Regions from separate parts of the Mus musculus genome. Here region 1 is linked to region 2. A link is a contact called in public promoter capture Hi-C data. All regions are on one chromosome and are shown on one strand. Each heading gives the region's core, a stretch centred on a gene start, on an enhancer-like site or on the middle of the called end of the contact. The rest is flanking DNA. Distances are from core to core; before and after follow the strand shown. Region 1 has its middle 28 kb from the start of Gm30938. Region 2 overlaps Ttc7 (tetratricopeptide repeat domain 7).

The links. Promoter capture Hi-C pulls out the DNA fragments that hold promoters and counts their contacts.
Region 1: a contact with region 2 is called in a promoter capture Hi-C map of hippocampal neurons, with 1.8 times the contacts expected there. The contact joins two enhancer-like sites. A contact is called at or near these places in 4 of 39 promoter capture datasets (cranial neural crest, hippocampal neurons, liver and 1 more), 4 of 484 Hi-C or Micro-C datasets (bone marrow-derived macrophages, cerebral cortex, cortical neurons and 1 more), 4 of 115 datasets of contacts at active chromatin or transcription factors (double positive thymocytes, embryonic basal ganglia, embryonic stem cells and 1 more) and 4 of 9 other capture datasets (adipose tissue, embryonic stem cells, liver and 1 more).

The regions. Positions count from the first base shown.
Region 1 is chr17:87,500,788-87,503,487 of GRCm38.p6, reverse strand. No RefSeq gene overlaps it. Among named protein-coding and RNA genes, the nearest start is that of Gm30938, 28 kb to the right of the region's middle. Within about 2 kb of position 1,252, at least 95 of the 459 cell types and tissues checked have an H3K27ac peak or open chromatin away from gene starts, as enhancers often do. A contact at or near this core is called in cerebral cortex, cortical neurons and hippocampal neurons, where this site is marked.
Region 2 is chr17:87,329,476-87,332,175 of GRCm38.p6, reverse strand. It overlaps Ttc7 (tetratricopeptide repeat domain 7), which reads right to left. Exons shown (of 20, transcript NM_028639.3): 10 at 2,068-2,151. Among named protein-coding and RNA genes, the nearest start is that of Gm52284, 24 kb to the right of the region's middle. Within about 2 kb of position 1,360, at least 85 of the 459 cell types and tissues checked have an H3K27ac peak or open chromatin away from gene starts, as enhancers often do. A contact at or near this core is called in cerebral cortex, cortical neurons and hippocampal neurons, where this site is marked.

The DNA.
Region 1 (2,700 bases), core at 3-2,502, 170 kb before region 2:
GTTGTTTTTCTTTCCCTTGTAGAAGCTTCTCTGTTTTACCAGACACCGGGTACTTAAAGAAAGTAGCTTTTTGTCTCAGCTGGGGACAGAGACTCTGTTGGACCCGATAGGCTTCTCATCTTTCCCTGCTGCTGGCTCTGGGCTGACAACCCTGGGTCGTGGATTGCAGGGGATTAGGAGAGAAAAACAACAAAACAAATGTGCCCATCTAGTGGGGTCTGTTGTGTCGGCACCGGGGATGGAGACAGATCAGTCATCTCTGAAGATACTGCAACAGGAAGTGAAACGCCCCGCTCTTGCAGTTCCAAGGAGGCAGGGGCTGGAGCTCAGAGCCCAGCTAGCTCTTAATGGGTTGGTTCCTCAGCTAGCCCAGGTAGACTTCCTGGGCATGGGACAGCTGAGGTCTGCAGCCAGGGTTTGCAGCGGGAGGGGGGGGTTGGGGTGGGGGTGAGGGTGGGGGGGTGTGAGGGTGGCGGGGTGGGAGGGGGAGGGGGGCTTGCAGCGGGGGAGGGGCTTGCGGCTTGCAGCAGTCTACCACCATCCCATCCCTAGCAGCCCTCCTCTGCTTAGCCTGCTGCATTGCACCATGCCACTGATTTAGTGAAGACATCATCTGCACCCCCTTCTGAGAGCTGCTGGCTGCTGCAGAGAAGGGCTCATATCCACCGGCATATGGCTTTTTAAAGTGATAAATTGCATTAGCAACTTTCTTATTAGCTCTGCTGTCAGGAGGGAGCTCCTGCCGCACTAGCTTTCGAAGGCTGATGTAGAGCTTCCTGGCCATTAATTACCTTGCCAAGGACTAAAGGGATGGGGGGGGGGGGTGCTGTCCATGGATGGGTGGAGGTCCCTATTCCCTAGGCCCATGCCCCTCCTCTCCCTTAGTGAGAGAAAGGTTTCGAAAGACCTGGCTTGGTAACCCTTGAATTATCTTAGGTCTGGTTCTACACTGGTTATAGCCTTGGGCTCCTGATTTCTGTGGGTGGGGGCACAGGATACCCAGAGACCTTCTGGGCTGCTTAGAGCTAGCTCTCCCTCAGGGCAACTAGGATCTGGAGGTCTGGAATCTGCACTACATCTCGTTGGAGCTTTGTTTTCAAGGCAGAGGTTGGACTGGGGCCCAGAAAGGTGTTCTGGCCTCTCCTTTGGGGTTTGAGGCCGGTAGTTCTTCTCATTCGTCCTAGTTCCCCGCCCCAGACAGCTGAAAAGTCTCCCCCTTGAAGGTGACATCATGTCTTCTGTTCAGTCCCCTCTTGGTGGCTATCCAGGGAACTGCATATTCTGGATGCTCAAGCCAGATTTCCACCAACTCAGGCTTCCCACTTACATGCGAATTACATAAAGTGCAAACATACTGAGAGGCAGCAGTAAGAGGAAACACAGCCCAGCTTCTCAGCGTGTTTACTCTCCCAGACTAATAAACATCTCTAGGGTCTCTGACAAAAGAAACAGCTTCAGGAAAGATGCCCAGCGGATCCCTGGGAAGTGGGCCCCTCTCAGTCCTGGCCATGCAGGGCAGCAGCAGCTCTGCGTCGATCTAAGACTGTCTGGGTGGAGGACAGTGGACATAACTGCAGAGAAATTGTTTCTCTGGTTACATGAAAAAGCAGAGGGATAGGTCTGGTGCTGTAAGAACTTCGTGAGTCAAGTCTATATCAGCTTCTCCTTCTGAGAAACCATGCCCCAAGGCTCCTGCAGTCATAATTCCCTGTTCCCACGTGCTCTGGCTCAAAGGGGAGGTGGGGGAGGAAGTGGGAGGAGGGAAGGTGTGTGCAGAGAAGAGAGAGCAAGGCAGGCTGAGTTTCTCATCACCATGCACCCCAAGGCTGCCTGGATGAAATCTCTGAAAGATCTGATGATAGATTTGCACAAATGTGGCCTCAGATACTATATTATCTTGAACCTTAAATTGAAGTAATTTCCGCTCTGTGAAATCAGAGAAGCACTCTTCTTTCTTGTCACTTCTTTGAAGTCTAACCTTAACGACATGCCCAAAGGATAGAACCATGCCTTCGAGGTTTCATGGCTGCCAGTTTATTCTTCTGGTACCGAGGCTGTCCCCCATGATTTCCATCCTGAGTTCTTTTGAGAATTAGAAGGCACAGATCTGTCTCTCCCTCTCTGGGCTTGAGGGGTGTGTCTAGACTTTTGCCCAGGGTTCAAAGGTCACCTTTAGAGCATGCTTCTGACCTGGTCCACCTGGCTCTCCTCCACCCTCTTGGTGAGTGCAGGCCTGGGGCTTGGCTCCTCCTCCCAGGCAGGTGCTACACATCCCCTCCCTCTGTCTTCCCTTCCCAAGACATTTCTTAGGACTTGTATCCTAAACCTCCTTAACCTTAACCTTCTCTGCTTCTCTGCTTGTTTCCCTCCCTCTGCTTGTCACTGAGGGGACACACACACACAGAGACACGGACAGACAGACAGACAGACAGACACACACACACACACACAAAGAGAGAGAGAGAGAGAGAGAGAGAGAGAGAGAGAGAGAGAGAGAGAGAGAGAGAGAGATTACAACTCTGAGCTGGAGCCAGGTGTGGGATTGCTTGCCTGCTGTCCCACTATTTGGGAAGCTGGGGTAATTTGAGGCCAGCCTGGACTACATAGTAAGTCCCTCCATTTGTCCCTCCAAATCAAGCCAAACTAAACTAAATTAAAGCAACCCCAAAGACCTTTATCTCTACGCTGGGGAGGAGCGGA
Region 2 (2,700 bases), core at 111-2,610:
TCCACCCCATCCCTTCCCACCCCACCCCCATGCAGACTGAAAAACACTGCTATTTAAGGAGCCATCTGAGGACCCAGCAGTAGGAGCAGCAGGCTTCTTCTCCCCCCCCCCCCCATGCTGGTTACCTAGCAACACAGCCAATGAAACTGCCGCATGGAGACCAAGAGAGGGAGCGACCTAAATCATGCCACAGAACTCATCCGTTATTCCTATGGGGTGAAGCATGAGGCATATTTATATCTGCCCAGCCGTACCTTCTGGAAGGTACGGAACCTGGGTTCCTACCTTGGGCTCAGCAAAGGCAAGCTCTGGCCAGCCACTCCTTTGAGGTCTGCCAGGATAGTCAGGCAAATGGATTTGGCATGCAGGATTCTCAGGGCGGTGGGATTGGAGAATGCCTTCTACAACAGTCTCCCGTGCACTGGGTGCATGGGTGGGAGAAGACCAATGTCTGCAGCCTGTGTAGCCTCAGATATGAGGAACTGCTCACCACTCCAACTCCCCATGCCCACCTTGCTGGATCATGAATGAGCCAGAGTAGGTGATGGCTTCCCAGAGGCCGGAGTCTGGACCACTTTGGGTCCAGCTTCCCCATAAGGAGGAGAAAGATCCCACATTTGTGGGTCCTTTTCCTGAGGCTGGGGCCTCCAGGAACTCTCTCGAAATTGAAGCTTTCATGGATAGTTTTTTGTTCTTTTGTTTTGTGTTTGTTAGTTAGTTTGTTTGTTTTTAAAGGGGGTAGCTTAAAAAAAATCCACCTCCCCGGGAGCACTGCAGGACTCTAGGTTGTTCCTCATCTCCGCTATGCTAAGGCTAAAGGTGTTTCCTGTTTGGGGGAAAGCAGGAAGAAGCTGTCCCATGCTGCTGTGTATGCAGGATCCGCATCAGGTCCCGCCGCACCCCCCCTCCCCCCCAGCCTTCTGTTACTCCCTAGACAGGCTGGTTCCTTCAAGTCCTACATAGCTCTGTTTGCACTACGGTCGTTTGGCCCCTCCCACTCGGCTCACACTGCCCTCTGCCTGGAGTGCCCGCTGTCCTCCTCCTCTCCATTCATCTCGTGCTGCTTGCTCCTAGGGAGTGTCCCCCCAATCCTGCAGGGCCAGCCCTGTCTGTATTCGGATTTCTCCCGGAGTTCTGATAACTCCCTGCTGAGCAGAGCCAAGGTCGGTTGTGCTGTGACTTTGAGATGCTCTGGGAGGTGGGCCCTGTGATGGAGAAGGGCTGGGAAGAGCAGATACCCAGCAGAGGATGCCCGAGGAGCCTCCCCGCTGACTTTGGCTGTGCTCTGCAGACAGTCTGACAAGCCTGCAGCGCCTGAACCTCCTCCCTGCCAGGCCCTGGCCTGTCTTACTGAAGAGACCCAGGGCTGGCGGCAGCCCCCATCCGCGGAGGCGGTACTGGCACACTGGGAAGGCCTCCTCGGAGAGGCTGTGGGGCTAGAAATGGAATGTAGCGCAGATGGGCAGGGGGCGAGGGAATTCCCTCAGCCCCACAAAAGGGCTCTGGGTATTTACAGCTCTTGAAACAGTCTGTGAGCTCAGACCACCTTGTTTCCTGCATTCATAGCATCCTCAGACACATCTCCCTCAGCCCCCAGCTCCGGAAAGCCTCTCCTTTCATGTCTCTGCTTAAAATAGAGGCTTACATAAGCATCGTTCTGATCTGAGCAAAAATCAGGAATGCTGGAGCAGGTGCTGGGCAGATGGAGGGCGAATGCCTGCCTACCCTGGCTCTGGGCAGAGCTGGGCTCTTCTGCTGCCTCCACCCAGGCACCTCTTGCTACATCATCATCATCATTATCATCGACCCTCTTAGGCACGCTCCCGACTCCCAACTGCAAACACCCCGTGGCGGACCACAGGAAGAGAGAAACACCCACGCCCACACCTGCGCATGGGCACGCTCACCATCGCTAGCACGTGAACACAGCGCCTTCCCCATCCACCTCAGGGAGTCATCCCAATACTGGGCCACCAACGTCTCCAGCACCAAACTCTGAGACACCACCCCCAGGAGAGATCGGAGCAGGCGTCGGGCAAACCCCCGCCCCCACAGCCCCAGCCTTACCTTCCCACAAGCCACCATGGAGAGGGCCACTTGGTACCAAAGGTGAAATTCTCCAAAAGCACACTTCATGGCTCGCTCTAGGCACTGGGGAGGAACACGCAGTCAGCACTGCCCCACCAGCCGCCTGCTTGCCTCGTCCCTCACAGGCTAACCATGACCCGAGTCGCTGCCTTCAGAGGGCCGCAGGGCAGCCTGGGAATACAGGGACAATCCAGCCCCTGCACACAGGCACTGTGATGAGGCACGACAGTTGTCTCACCCTCTGTAGTCCTAGGTGCCCACCTCCATTCTACATGGATGGCTTCAGACAGCCATTTTGGATGTGCAAATGAAATAAGGCTTATGAAATAAAAAATAACTAGTGTTTATTATCACGGGGCACGGTAGTGATACCCGTGTAGCACGTGTATGTTTACACGTATCAACTTCTTCCTAACCACCATAAGGTAAGGTCTCTAATGACCCCCACTGCGCAGAAAGTGAACCGTGAAAGAGGCCAGGGTGGCTGATGTGGAGGTCACAGGGCTAGTGACAGGCAGGCCAGTCTGAGAGAAAAGGGCAAGTGGGGAAAGACCAACGGTCACCTCATGTGATTCTGTGAATGACTAAGTTCCCAGGAAGTGAGGTAGGCTG